Regions from separate parts of the Mus musculus genome. Here region 1 is linked to region 2. The links are chromatin contacts, called in public HiChIP or PLAC-seq maps. All regions are on one chromosome and are shown on one strand. Each heading gives the region's core, a stretch centred on a gene start, on an enhancer-like site or on the middle of the called end of the contact. The rest is flanking DNA. Distances are from core to core; before and after follow the strand shown.

Region 1 (3,900 bases), core at 1,345-3,844, 410 kb before region 2:
ATGGTAAGTGCGTGCCACCATGACTGGTTTATGGAGTACTGGGCATTGAAGCCAGGGCTTCTTGGATGCCCGAAAGGCACTCTACCAACTGAACCACACCCCCACTCCTACACTGTTTTCACATATGTAGACACAGAAGCATAAGCATGTCACACACACACCAGCTATGCACACATACACACTGACATGGTCTGACATCCATGGAAACATATCTGACACATGCTGACCATACACACATTGCTATGGGTTGTATAGACAGCATGACCTTGAGCTTGAACACATGGATATATGCTACATGGGCTAACACACCGGCACATCCCTGACAAAGGAAGACACCCAATGCCTGCTGTGCAAACACAAATGCTCACATACAGTCAGGCATGTTAGCATTGTCTGATACACACAGCTATTCATAGATTGACATGGTCTAACATACACTTACTGGCATGGGCGGACACACAGAGACCCATATCCCGGACATAGACACCCATCCTTGACCCATTGTGGTACACACAGGTCTTCTCTACTGACTGGGTCCCACAGGAAAACAAATGCATGTGAAGCCTTCTCATGGGCAGTCCCTCTGTGACCTTTGGACACTTAACTTACCTGCTGGGTCTCTCTCTCTCTCTCTCTCTCTCTCTCTCTCTCTCTCTCTCTCTCTCTCTCTCTCTCTCTCTCACACACACACACACACACATATGGGGAAAACATGTTACAGATCTCCAATGTGGCTGCACTGACCGTGTTGGGTCAGTGCTGATGCACTCAGTGTCCTATGGCCTCATCTCCTGTCATTCACACTCACATTTCCATCAGTGACCAGTATTCCCTGTCCTGATAGCTATGTTCCCCGTGCTTTGCAGAGGGAGGTGGAAGCACCTTTGCTGACTCATAGATACCTCCATGAGTACAGCCACACCCACGCCACTACTCAGAATATACTGAACACACACACACACACACACACACACACACACACACACACACACACACACACACAAAACTGGCCTTGCTCATACCCACACCAGACACCCCAGGCGCATCGCCTGCCCCCCATCTCAGAGGTTTGGGACGAGGGGCATAGCATTCAGGGACATTTATGCATACACATCCTTGTACCTCCTAGCCCCTACATACTCACTCACGCACACCTGGGCTCCTATACCACCCTGCCAGACAATGCATTGCTGAGAATTGCCACAGCTTCTTGGCTGGGGGGTGGGGGTGGGGACTGACAAGGTGCTGGCTGCACCTAGCAATAGGAGGGAGCTCTACCTTGGTGGGATCTGCCTGGGGACTGGGGCACAGTCTTCCCATCAACCTAGAGTCACCCAACAGTTCTCTATGTCCTACTTCAGAGTTTCCAGTACCCCCTTCCCAGCTTCTTTCTTCCCTCCCTCTCTGTGAAGACTTTTCCTTTCTCTCTCTGTTGCGAGAGAGAGAGAGAGAGAGAGAGAGAGAGAGAGAGAGAGAGAGAGAGAGAGAGAGAGAGAGTGAGAGAGAGAGAGAGAGAGAGAGTGTGTGTGTGTGTGTGTGTGTGTGTGTGTGTTTTGAAACAGGGTCTCAGTACACAGGTCAAGCCAGCCTCAAACTATGTAGCTCAGGCTGGTCTACAGCTCAGTTATAATTTTTCTCTTGGAGCTTCTGAGTGCAGGGATTGCAGACAGATGCCATATGCCAACCCACCCCACCTCATTCCCATCTGCAGTGGAAATGGGGAATCCTGGGCCTGCAATGGGCTGGAGCATCACCACAATACAAATAATGTTCCTAAGTCCCAGGACATGTGCAAAGCTATGGGAGACATATGAAGGGTAAGGGTGGTGTGTGTGTGTGTGTGCGCGCGCATGCATGCGTGTTATACTTGAGAGAGTTTTTACAGAACCTGCCAGCTGTTTTGCTATCAGGATTGTAGATCAGTGTGCCCTAGGTCTGGGGTATATCTGGCCAACTCAATGTATAACGTGTGTGTGTGTGTGTGTGTGTGTGTGTGTGTATGTACAGTGATACTTTGTGTCCTTTGTATGGGGGCTCCCATGTGTCAGTGTCACCATGTCTGGGTTGCCATAGCTGTCTTCCAAGATATTTTGGCGTGGCTGTGTGTTGGTGTGTCATTGTGTATCCAGAGTGTGACAAGGTATATATGGTTGTGTGATCGTGTGTGTCAATATTCTGCAGGAACATGTGTGGCACGTGCATGTATGTTAGTGTGGCTCTCCGCATCTGTCTGCATTGGGACGACATGTGACAGTAGGTGGTGTGTGGCTCTTGCTCGTGTCTGTGCCCGGTGTGCACCGCCGTCTGCTGCGACTCCATGAGGAATAGGCCCTGCGTTCCTTCGTGACATTTGTGCCCGTCCAAGCCCTGCTGCGTGTCAGCGTGTGTCGGCGCCCGAACGCCGGCCAGCACGTGTCGGGGCGGCCGCGTCGGTGTGCGTCCCCGCGTGTATGTGTGTGTGCGTGTGTGCGTGTGTGCATGTGTGTGCGCGCCGGCCGCGCTCACCCGCCCCGCCCGCCCCTCCCCGCGCCCCTCCTCCCGCCCGCGCCGCCCGCCCGCTCCCTCTCCCCGGAGTGCGCCGCTTCCAAACTTTGTCTAAACTTTCACTTTCACAGCGCGGCGGCGGCGGCGGCGGCGGCGGTGGCGGGCGAGGGCGAGCGGCCGAGCGGCGGCGGCATGGAGTAGACGCGCGGCGGCGGCGGCGGCGGCGGCGGACGCGAGAGGCAGCGGCGAGCGCGGCGGCGGCCCGGAGCCCGCGGGGCCGAGCCTGTGAGCGCGGAGCGGCGGCGGGCCGAGCGGGGCCGCGGGCCGGGCGGGCGCCGCGCGGCAGAGGCCGGAGCAGCGGAGCCGGAGCCCGAGCGCCAGCCAGCGCGACGCCGCCTGCCGGGCCTGCCCTCGCCGCGGCCGGCCTCCGCGCTCGCGCCCGGGCGCCCAGCGATGTACTCCCCGTACTGCCTCACCCAGGTACCGGCCGCCGCCCCCGCGCCCCGGGAGGGCCGGGCCGGGGTCCCGCAGGCGCGCGGGCAGCGGGCGGGGCGCGGGGGCGCTGCCCCGGGGCGCGCGGCAGGAGTGCGTGGAGAGGGGGCGAGGGGCGAACGCGCGCGGCGGGGTGCGGCGGACAGCGGACCCCTGCTGCTGCGCGGCGACGCGGCGTGGTGGCAGGCGCGGGCGGGCAGGGTGACACGGCGGCAGGAGGCAGAGTGGCCCCGGGGCGCGGGGGAGCACGGGCGGGCGGCGTTCCGTGCGCGCGGCGCGGCGCGGCCGCCCCGGGGTGGCAGTGGCGGGCGTGTGGGCAGCGGCTCTGCGTGCGGCTGGGGTGCCCCGGGCGGCCCGAGCGGCCCGGGCGTCTCCCCAAAGTCTTTGTTCAGGCCTCGCATGGGAGCGGGGCTGAGAAAATGGCGGGGCTCCCAAATTTCGGAGGGGCAGGGGAGGGGAGGGAGGGACGGGCGTGCTGCCAGCCCGGGCCGCGCCTCTCTGCGGATCCTGGACGTTTGCAGACGCGGCTCCCCGGCCCCAAACTTTCCTCCGTGCAAACTTTCCGGTCTCGAAGACCAGGACCGCCGCTGCGTGAACCTGGAAGTGCCCCGGGGAATCCCGGTCCGCTACCCGCAGGCGGGAAGGGCGGGAGCGGCGGCGGCCACCGCAGGTCGACCCTGTTGGGATCAGCCGTCGGGTCAGCCTCGGGCACAGCAGCGCCGACCTTGGCGTGCTTCGGGAGCGCGAGCGCGAGAACGCGTCCCGCCTCCAGCGAAGTTCCCTGCGCTATGGTGTAGCGGAGGCTCAGGCCTGGAGCGTGCCTGATCTGCCACCCCACTCTTTTTAGCCGTGACTCCAAGCTCTGAGAGGGCACCAGCCAGACCAACCCAGATCTAGAGGGGCCCTCACAGCTCTATCTGCAGG
Region 2 (4,019 bases), core at 859-3,358:
ACAGCAATGAAACCCTAACTAAGACACTTGGTTATCAAAAGACCTCAAAGGCCTTCTAAGGAAAGTTAGAAAAGATGTTTCTAGGTCTGTAAATTAGGATTGAGCATAAATGGAGGCACATCTGTAATTCCAGAACCAGGCAGTTTCTTCTTGCCCGGACCACTCAAGAATGAAGAGCTCACATGCACAATTCCTTCCATAATATCCTAATCTCAACTTCCAAAAATATGTATGTATGTATGTATGCATGTATGTATGTATTTAAGGGGTGCGTGCACATGCCACAACACACAGGGAGAAGTCAGAGGACAACTTGGAGGAAACTGTTCTCTCCTATCACCTTGTGGGTCATAAGGATTAAACTCAGGCAGTCAAGTACAGTGGTTAGTGCCTTTGTGAACTAGGCAGTCTGCCCTGTCTCAGCCCTCAGCTTCTGAAGGTCCATTCATATCCTTTGTTTACCCACTCCCCCTGGGCGAAACTTCAGTGTTTCCCACAAGTGCCTTTCGTTTAAAAAAAAAAAATATATATATATATATATATAGATATATATAGATATATATATATAGATAGATGGATATATATAGATATATATATAGATATATATACACATACATATATTATATACATGGTATATGTATAAACACATACATACACACTCTATGTGTATGCAGTTTCCCATGGAGGCCAGAAAAGGGTGTTGGATTCCCCTGGAAATGGAGTTACAGACTGTTGTGAACTGCCAGGTATATGCTGGGAACCAAACCAGGGTCCTCTGAAGAGCAACCAGAGCTCTTAACTGCTGAGCTGTCTTTCCAGCCCCTCCCCAGATCCTTTTTTAAAGTGATACCACAATCAGCTACAATGTATCATTATGTTCCCAGTATAGTTTCACTTCCAGAATTCCTGGGTCAGGATGTGTCCAACCCTTTGCTTCTTAGTTCCAAATACCTACCTAAATCTGTACAAATGTAGCTCGCCAGTCAAAACATCTGACCTTCTCTATTAATATACAATATTAATAAAATTAATTGATATTAATAAATTTGATATTAATAAAATATCACATCCATTAAATATATATTCATATAATATATTAAATTTATGAATGTGATGCAGAGAGTGGAACCCAGAGACTGGAAAATGCCAGGAAGTGTTCTGCTGCCAAATCACACCCCCAGCCCATACTAGGGCTCATACTAGCCCATACTCAGCAGCGGCTCTACCACTGAGCCACACCTCCAACACTACTAAGGGATTCCAGGCAGACTGTTGCTGTGTTCCAGCCTAGTGTGTTCTCGCTGACATGCGTCTCACCCTGCAGATCTTGATTATCTCCCACCCATCCTCCTTCATCTCTATCATATTTATCATTCCAACCAGGAGATCCTGGGTCTTATGGAGAATCAGCTGGAAGAATCAGAATTAGAGACAAAGATTCCTACAGGAAGTCAGCTTTCCTGTCTACCAATGGACTCTCTGATGCCATTTTGCTGGCTTTGATAGCTACAGAAAGTTCGTCGGAGGTTTTATTCCTGGCAAACTTCCCAGAGAGCAGAGTTTATCTAAACTGGCTAATATGTAGCATTTGCAAATAATTATTAATAGATGTTTGCATTCCATTCTTCATGAATGTTGCTGTGGGGCGATTCTCTAATTCAGGGGGGACGTGTTGAGTGTTGAGTGACTCCCGGCCTACCCAGCACTCCCCCGCCCTGTCCTTTTCCTCTGAGTGGATGCTGGCGCTGTCCCTAGCTGCTCACTAGATTCCTCAGGCGAATGTTTGGATTTTCTCCTTCACACATCCATACCCAAACCATGAGCCACGTGCATCTGCTATGTCTTCAGAATAGATCCAGAACTGATTCCCACAGGACCCCCTGGCCTGTGTCCATCCTCTGTCCCCACAGCTGCCTCTTCCCCTTCTCCTCACTTCTTGTCTCCACTCTTCTCTCATGCCCAGGTGGGACTTTGTGCATCCCTGACATCCCTCCCCAGCTCAGGACCCTCAGAGCTGCATGAAAAAGGCCAATGTTCTTCTGCAGTTCAGAAGGCCTCGAATCATTTGCTAAAGCTTCTCTTTGTACTCACCAAGCAAAGTCCTGCCCCGGGCCTCTATGTTTGCTGTCCTCTTGCCCTGTGGGATTCTTTCCACAGATTTCCAATGTCTCCTTGCCTCACTTCCTTCAGCTTCCTACTGGAATGTTTCCTTACCACAGGGGCCTCTTCTAGACTCCACCCCACATTCTTCCGTCACTATTGCCATGTTAACTAATTATGTATTGCTTATTTTTCTAATTTAATTGTAGCTCTTGGTGACCTCATTCTAGACTGTATCACTAGTGTCTAGAACAGCTCATGAATATAGTAGGAATTCAGAAATGGTATGAGATAGCCTCTGGGTATTGTGATAGCCACCAGCATTAGGATAGCTGAGGGCAGAGGCTAGACCAGACTACATAAAAAGCCCAGTTCCAAAGGGGTGGAGCTTCATGGTACAGTACCTGCTTAGAATCCCCCAGCGAAAGGCTGGGGTGTGGGATAGTGTTAGAGTCCTCCAGTGAGAGGTTAGGGGTGTTGGCTGGGCAGGAAAAAACTACCTTTTTTGTGCAAGGTTCTGAGTTCAACCCCTGCCCCCTAGCACTACAAAAACACAGACAAACATACAATGATGCCCTAAACCCACATCAGAGGAGGAGGTATGGAGGAGTAGGGGGTGTAGGAGATGAAAAAGAGACAGAGAAAGCCAGAAGTGCCAGAGAGGTGGACTACATTCAGGGTCTCTGCTCGCTCTTATTCTGAATAATAACAAGAATAGCCTGGTAACTAGTATACAACTGCTCGATGTCTCTCTCGCATTCAGCTGGCAAAGGAAAAAAAAATAGTCATTTGTACTAAGTAAAGGACCCAAGGATATGTTGGAAAGAACAAATCAGCTCCTTCCTGCCCTTCATGACGATCCCTCCAATCCCATCCCCATATCCTGTAGCAGAGCACTCACAGGGGCCTTCCCACCCCCTCCATTTCCCAGGCACACCTCCTAACCCTCCTCTCTGTGGACCCTCTCAGCCCCGCCCCTGGTTTCAGCCTAACCCCATTCCTTTGTGTCAGCCCCAATACCTAGGAATACTTTCTGCTTGGAACCCCAGGGCCATAACTGGAGAACTCAGGTGGAGGATCCGCTTGGAACCCCAGGGCCACACCTGGAGAACTCAGGTGGAGGAGCCACACTATCCTCTCTGATCTCCATTATGATCTGTCCATTCTCACCCTCAGCCCGGAAACAACCCCACCCCAACTCCACTCACTGGAGACTCCAATACTTGGCCTAGTGCCAGCATCCCCCTGGCCCTGTCATCTCTATCTTTCCAGTATATTCTTTGCCTTACAACAATTGATTTGCTAGATCCCCTCCTCCTACCACACCTCCAACTCCCTGGCTCATCTCTTTGTGTGGACAGGATGCCCTTAGCTCTTTCCTGACACCCTTTTCAGCCTTTCTCCTAGCCCACCTCTATCCCTCTCTGCCACCCACTGACCTGCAGAAGCACGCTCTACCAGGCAACTCACAGTCACAACGCTTTCCTAAGATCAGGGAAGGCAAAGGAACCCAAGGAACAGAACCATGCCAGCTAAGACAACACCTAGAATCACCTCGATCATCCAGGCCCCAGACACCTAGACACCAGTGCAGAACCACAACCACTAACAGCTGAGACAATGTGCTCCCACCAGAACCCAGCAACCCTACTACAGCAGGCCCTGGGAAGTGCAATATAGCTGAAGCAGAAGACAAGGACTTCCCAAGAGCTGTTATGAATATGTTCAAGGATCTTAGAGAGGATATGAATAAATCCATTAATGAGATCTGTGAAACATAAACAGTGGAACAAAGTAATGAAAACAGTTTAAGACACAAGAGTGGAAACAGAATCACTAAGGACAACTCAAACTGAGATAAAACCGGAAATGAAGCTTTAAGAAATCAAATCAAAGGGGATAGGAGAGACGGCTCAGTG

The links. HiChIP or PLAC-seq counts read pairs in DNA pulled down with a chosen protein or histone mark.
Region 1: an HNF4G HiChIP or PLAC-seq map of pancreatic cancer cells shows a contact between it and region 2. The contact joins the promoter of Nfix here to the enhancer-like site in region 2. A contact is called at or near these places in 1 of 39 promoter capture datasets (frontonasal cranial neural crest), 1 of 15 datasets of contacts at CTCF or cohesin (large pre-B cells), 4 of 484 Hi-C or Micro-C datasets (embryonic fibroblasts, embryonic stem cells, myocytes and 1 more) and 1 of 115 datasets of contacts at active chromatin or transcription factors (pancreatic cancer cells).

Annotation. Positions count from the first base shown.
Region 1 is chr8:84,799,062-84,802,961 of GRCm38.p6, reverse strand. It overlaps Nfix (nuclear factor I/X), which reads left to right and starts at 2,594. Exons shown (of 11, transcript NM_001371053.1): 1 at 2,594-2,964. The coding sequence starts at 2,938.
Region 2 is chr8:84,386,595-84,390,613 of GRCm38.p6, reverse strand. It overlaps a transcript of Cacna1a not described here. Among named protein-coding and RNA genes, the nearest start is that of Gm23626, 8.0 kb to the right of the region's middle. Within about 2 kb of position 2,108, at least 16 of the 459 cell types and tissues checked have an H3K27ac peak or open chromatin away from gene starts, as enhancers often do. A contact at or near this core is called in pancreatic cancer cells, where this site is marked.